2 separate regions of the Mus musculus genome follow, and region 2 is linked to region 1. Evidence: chromatin contacts called from public promoter capture Hi-C data. All regions are on one chromosome and are shown on one strand. Each heading gives the region's core, a stretch centred on a gene start, on an enhancer-like site or on the middle of the called end of the contact. The rest is flanking DNA. Distances are from core to core; before and after follow the strand shown. Region 1 has its middle 16 kb from the start of Gm21123. Region 2 holds the start of Mrvi1 (MRV integration site 1).

Evidence for each region. Promoter capture Hi-C pulls out the DNA fragments that hold promoters and counts their contacts.
Region 2: a contact with region 1 is called in a promoter capture Hi-C map of hippocampal neurons, with 2.8 times the contacts expected there. The contact joins the promoter of Mrvi1 here to the enhancer-like site in region 1. A contact is called at or near these places in 12 of 39 promoter capture datasets (the 3T3-L1 cell line, 3T3-L1-derived adipocytes, the C10 cell line and 8 more), 2 of 15 datasets of contacts at CTCF or cohesin (the NIH/3T3 cell line and pro-B cells), 3 of 484 Hi-C or Micro-C datasets (the HL-1 cell line, bone marrow-derived macrophages and uterus), 2 of 115 datasets of contacts at active chromatin or transcription factors (both in embryonic stem cells) and 4 of 9 other capture datasets (adipose tissue, embryonic stem cells, liver and 1 more).

Annotation. Positions count from the first base shown.
Region 1 is chr7:110,714,004-110,717,185 of GRCm38.p6, reverse strand. No RefSeq gene overlaps it. Among named protein-coding and RNA genes, the nearest start is that of Gm21123, 16 kb to the right of the region's middle. Within about 2 kb of position 1,510, at least 108 of the 459 cell types and tissues checked have an H3K27ac peak or open chromatin away from gene starts, as enhancers often do. A contact at or near this core is called in the HL-1 cell line, the NIH/3T3 cell line, adipose tissue and 2 more, where this site is marked.
Region 2 is chr7:110,980,840-110,984,021 of GRCm38.p6, reverse strand. It overlaps Mrvi1 (MRV integration site 1), which reads left to right and starts at 1,561. Exons shown (of 21, transcript NM_194464.3): 1 at 1,561-2,009.

The DNA.
Region 1 (3,182 bases), core at 261-2,760:
AATGTGTGTATAGGCCAAGTTTTCTTCTAGGTGCTGAGAATGCAGCAACAAAGGAGACAACCACACTCAAGCAGGAGAGACAGGGAACGTGCAGACTGAGATCTAATACCTTCTGTGTTGAGAAAAGGCTCTGGAAAGAAACTGAGCCCAGGAGGAGAGTGGACCAAGAGAGGCAGGTGAAGAAGGTCTAGCTGCTGTAAGATGTACAGAGGCTACAGTTCAAGTGACATTTGAAAGGAGGTCAGAGGTAGGCCAGGAAGCTCTAAGAGGAAAGCAGCTTCAGAGAGCAGCCAGCGACGGTAGAGCTCCCAAGGAGGCAACGGGGTGAGCGGCTTGAGCCAGCAGAGCCAGGACGGATCTAGGAGGGAGAGCAGAGAAGCAGCAGAGGCAGGCCAAGCATGGACTGAAGAACAGACAGTCACTAAATGTAGGTCCAAGAGAGGTGTCCTAACTGTAAAACTCCCAAGAGGAGGCAGTTCAGAGTGTGAGGACCTGGGTTTGAGATCCATCAACAAGAGACAGCTCACAAGAAAGAGAAGAAAGGGAAGGGGTAGGGTTCCCTAGATAGTGATTCAGGGCCCACCATTCCTGAGCTGCAATATACCCAGAGAAACCCATGGATAAACTTCCTGCCTCTTTTGTTTTGTCTCATCCCTAGAGGTAGGACTGGCTTTAACCCCAAGGTGAAGTAGTTGAGGATGGGAGGAAGGCCAATGAGGGAGAAGGCCACCAAGATCCATCTCTGCAAGTTGATGCTGGTATTACTTTTGGCTTTATTTGTTTGTTTGATTGATTGGTTGATTGGTTGGTACTTTTTTGGTTTTTAAGACAGTTTCACTTTGTAGCCCAGGCTACCCTTGAACTTATTATATAGCCCAGGCTTGCACCCAAACTCTTAGTGACCCTCCTGTCTCCACATCTTACCATCTTTCTATCCCTCCAACAACATTCTATAGTTATTGCCAACACTTGTCCCTTATCCACCACTGATTCCATATGGTGGGGAGAAGAGAGAGAGAGACCCTGTTCAAGTGTCAGGATCACCCACAATCGGAAGGTGGAGCCTTCCTCCCTGAAAAAGTTGCTTGGCGATCCCTGTTTAGTAAACAAAGACAAGTAACTAGTCATAAAGGGCTCTGCCCCATCCCAGTGTGTCCTCTAAAGCCCAGGATAGGGGCAGCAAGAACCCAGGTCCCTTGTGCTAAGCCCCGAAGCAAATTCAAAGCCCTCAGCAAGAAATTGTTCCTGAGCTGGAAGCCAGAGCGGCACGCTGTGTTCTCCTACCCCTCAAAGAGACGTGCCGCTTCCTTTTCCAATGTCCCCTTTCTGTCTGGAACATGGGGAGGACTATGAGTGCCACACACACACACACACACACACAACTAGAGCTGGTGACTCAGAGGCCACCTGCATCTATTTTCTAGCTCTGCCTGTGGCACATCCTCTGTTCCTGCTTCCAAGCCGCCAGTGAGCAGTGCCCTCTGCCTGGGCTACATCTGAACACTGAAGCATTCTTTCAGGATTTGTCACTTTCTGAGAGGGCTTACATAAAGAGGAACTGTTTCCAGGACTGAGCAAGGACTCACCAATGGAATTTAGAACAATCCTCGGAAAAGCTAGTCCCCTAGAGAAGGGAAAATTCCCTGCCCTAGCAGACTCATCACTTGCGAGCAGCCCTGAGCCTGCAGGGACCCTCCAAGGAGAAGAACAGTAGAGAACCCAACCCCTGAGCCCTGTGCTCTGGAAGTTTTACAGAGCCTGGATGCTAGGGCTGTTTATGGGGATGGAATGAGAAAGCTCTCACTACCCTGCCTCTTCTCGATAAGCACACATCCCAGCCTGCAGCTCTTTGATACCAACTTCATGTTCCCCCACACTGCTCCCATCTGCTGGAGATGCTCAGATGCTTCTCAAATCTCTCAAAGACAGCAGCCAAAGCTGATCTCTGAACACTTGGCTCCACTCTGCAAAGATACCCTGTTTGCTATCTCTATCTAATGACCTCAGGTTTGGGCAACCTGGGAGTCGGGCATGAAGGCCCCTTGCCCTGGACTGCCAGCTCTACGCTCAGAAGTGTCTCCCGTGAGATGAGATCAAGCCACCATCACTTCCCCATAGACTTTGGAGTAAGGACCTTTAGTGGAAGCTTCCTGACCGGTACTCACCTTCCCTTAGATTTTGCCTCAGCTGTGTCTCCTGCATTCAACCTTCACCACACTTCATTCGACTCTCTGCCGTGCTATTCTTCAACCGGTCTTTCTATAACATATTTTCTTTACTCCCTCGGAGCCTTAGATTCTTTAAAGAGAGAGTTTCACTATGTAGCTCAGGTTGGTCACAAATACAATGCAGGCAAGGATGACTTTGAACTCCTGAGCCCCTAGCTTCAACCATCTAAGCACTGGGATTTTAGGTGTGGCCTTAACATTTTTTTCCCTTCTTTGTGATTGTGTGTATGTTGTTGATTCTCTAGTACAGTTTTCAGATCTCAGGGTCTCCTCCCAGAGAGCTTATGCTGACACCCTCTTGCTCCCTTTTGGTCTTCCCTTTATTTCCTACATAGCATTTAGCCAACACAAGGCATATTTTAACAATAATTATATGCTTGCCTGTTTCTTGTCAGTCTTCCCTGCTATTGCTTCTCATGAGCATAGATTGGAAATAGGCACTTCAGAGAGCCCTGGGAATCAGAACCCTGGAGTTCAGGGGAGAGAACAATATTCCTTGAGGGAAGAGAGCATTTCTCACACCATGTTCCTACTGTCTATCTCAGATCCTGGCAGAGAATTTTCCTGGATGGATGGATGGATAGATGGATGGATGGATGGATGGATGGATGGATGGACAGAGGGTATATGGATGGACAAATGGATGGATGGACTGATGGGTGGATGGACTGATGGGTGGATGGATGGATGGATGGATGGATGGATGGATGCTGGCTGCCTAGATGGATAGATGGATAGATGATGATGTATAGGTAATGCATGGATGATGGGTGAATTGATAAATGATGGTTGGATGGGATAACTTTAGTTTTGAGCAAAAAGTAATGGAAACCATGCCTAAGAAATGGGGAGTCGTGAGAATAGACTCTGTACCTACAGGAACCTTGGAGACCCATTTTAGAAATGTGGACAATGTCATTTCAGCCCCTGGATGAGAAAACTCACCCATGAGTG
Region 2 (3,182 bases), core at 312-2,811, 270 kb before region 1:
TCTGAACGGCTTTTCCCATCACTACAGCAAGAACTCCCGTCTCCTTTGTTATGGCTGCACCCATCTTCTTTTATGGCCCCCAAGTAGCGGACATTTATACCATTCCTAATCCCTTGCTTTTATAAACAATGCTGCAGCGGGTAATCATGCTCATCTGTCATTTCCCTAGTGTGGGAGTTGTTTATAAAATAAATTCCTAGAAGTAGAACTGGGTCAAAGGGCACAAGCCTTATAACCTTGTCAGCCCTGATGTGTCCTCTTATAGAGTCTGCTCCACTTTGCACAGTCACCAAGTGATGTTTTATAAAATGCTTGTAATTGAAGTGAATTTTAAAAAGTCACTTGGTGACTGCCTTGCGAGTCTGGTGAAAGCTTCAGGCCACCACCAGGAGAAACACAGCCAAGTGCTGGCTCAGAGACTCACCGAGGCCGTACAGGACCCCTTCGGTTAGAGCCATGGTGGAGAGGGTGGTAGGTGGTAAAGAGGAAGGAGTTGTAGATGGAACCACCTCAGCTCATGTCTAGGCCCTGGCACTCAGGCTGCAGAGCATCTGAAGAGCAGATCTATTTCTTTGAGCCTCGATTTCCTTTTCAAAAGAAAGATGTAATGATTCTGTTTGAGAAGACACTTGTGAGATAGACACTTGCTTCCAGGCAAAGTATCAAGTGCACTGTTAGGAATAGAGTGGGTGTTTACTAAGAGGCTTACACACATACAAAAGTGTGCATACACTCACAAGCACGCAAAGCCTTAGGTTCAGTTTTAGCCTCTGGCTCCCAGGAGTTCTTGTAATACCCTTTAGAGCTCTCACACAGGACCAACAAGTGAATCTGCTGTGGAGTTCTCAGGTTTAGCCAGTAAAAATGCCCAGTTTCATTTAACTTCAAATGAGCAACATACAATCTTGTGGTACAATTATGTATTTGGGGGCATCCTTATATGGAAATAATAGCATTTCGTTTGAGATTTAAATTTGAGTATCTGGTTATCTGGCCACCCCTCCCAAGGGCTTCTCTGTTGCTGTCTCTAACTGCAGAAGGGGCTGTGGGGCCCCCATGTGGCTGTGTTAGGGTTGACAGTCTGTGATCCCAGGCTTGGACTATATTGAGGATGAAGACCAAGCGTGGCAGAAGAAAGGCAGCTTTCCCCACCGGAGTTGAGGTAACTCAGGGTTGGAAACTCTTCCGTGCCTTTCTAGTACCTATGAGACCCTAACCCACAGTGTCCTGATTTTTCATTGTTGTCCCACTTCAGAGATGAATAGACTGAGATTTGCTATGTTAAGGCTACAGGATGGTTAAGTGGAGGAGCTGGGGCTGACCCCTGGGGCTGCTGCCAGGCCTGGACTTAGTTAATCCCCCTCACCATGCCCCTGTTCTCTCTAGCAATCCCGAGGGTTTAAGATGGGAGCAGCCTCCGCCTCCAAATCCCTGGGACAGGAAACATTCCCAGCTTCTGCTGGCGGTGAGCCAGGATCTTATCTAGGCTCACATGCTTGCTGGACACTCAGGGGTGGGAGGCTGGTCTGCAGATGTCCCCTTCATACCCCTCTGGCACAGACAGAGTCCAGCATCTTCAACTGCTCCCCGCCCCAAGGCACTGCCATCGGCTATGGGGGTGCCCCTTGCAAAAGCCTGGGGATAGGGGCTACTATTCAGGCCCAACCTTCCTTGAACCCTAGGCTGGCTGGAAGGCTTCTCCTGCTTTCAACCCAGAGCCAGGCTGCAGGGGGCCCTGGTGGAACACTGGTTCCCAGTCCCAGCCCCTCATCCAGCCCCTCTCTGAGGAGGAGGCAGGCAGCTGGGGCTCTGCAGCCAGAGCTTTTCAGCTTGGAGCTCTGGAGCCAGATGTAACATTGACCTTAAATGGTAAAAGCTCCCCAGAGTGAAGAGAGGCTGGCCGGGAGGAAAGGGGAATAACTCAGTTTTAGGTAAGTCATCGCTATTGCCTAGAATAACCTGCCTCTTCAGCCCAAGGGAAGCAGAGAGGCGTCTTCTCCTCCTTAAAGGTACAGGGCGCTGGGATGGGGGCACTTAACTTTAAGTTGCATGGGAGGTGGCCTGGTTGGGTGATATTTTAGCCGAGTCTTTTTATTGTTGCTGTCTTAAGTTTTAAATAAGAAGTGAAACTCACGATCCTCACTAAATCCTGCCCCTTCTACTTGCTGTTGGAAAGCACGCACAGTTTGGGGTAAAGATGTGACTGCTCACTAAGCCCCTTACTCCTGGCTCTCCTGCAGGATCCTTTGTGACAGTAGAGAAATGCCCGGTGCTGTGCAAAGCAGACAGGCTGGCCTTTCTTCCCTGGGGCTTCCCGTGTCTCTCCTTTGTTCCCTCTCAAGTCTTGCGTGTGAACCCGTTTGTCCAGCCATCTTCACCATTGACTCTGTCCATTTCTATGCTTTATCTTCCTGACCTGTGCTCTGGTCACATCTCTCTTTTTGTATCTGTCCCCTGTCCCACCACATCATGTCCCCTTTCACAGATCTCTCTCTCTCTCTGTATATATATGTGTGTGTGTGTGTGTGTGTGTGTGTGTGTGTGTGTGTGTGTGTGAGTGTGTGTGTGTGTGCCTACATCCTAGCTTGCACCTCTCCAGAGGTCCTAGAGTGAGTGGCACTCGGGCCGACTTTCTCAAAGAGAGGGTAGCAGAGCGAGGCTCAGGAAAAGCCCAGCTGCTGGGCTGCTTCCTGCACAGTAAACAGTTGTAAAAGCTGGAGAGGCCTCATAGTCTGCATAAACAGCAGCATGGCCCCAGGACCCCTGGCTGGCGCTCCTGCCTCCACAAGTGACAGCTGCTGCTCTTTAACACTCTTCAGACAGCTCTCGGGTGGCATAGAAAGCAAGGCAGCCCTGAACTTGGCTGAGCTGTATTTTGCCCGGAGAGGGAGAAAGCTGCTAGCGCTGCCAGGCTAGAGCAGGAGTGAGGCAGGCCTTGGGAGGAAGAGTCTCTCTCACAACAAGAGGTGATACACACTAGCGGGGCATGTGCAGTTCCTCATCATCTCAGCACCTTGCCTACGTCACACAAGAAGGGTCAGAGCTAGGATTTGAAAGCATGCCTACACCAGTCCCCACCTGACAACTGTGAGCACCTCCAATAGTGGCCTCTGATTTTCAGCTAAGTGATAATGCAGTTGTCTCTGTTATATTTGGTTCATAATTCAGCGGCATGTATGTGC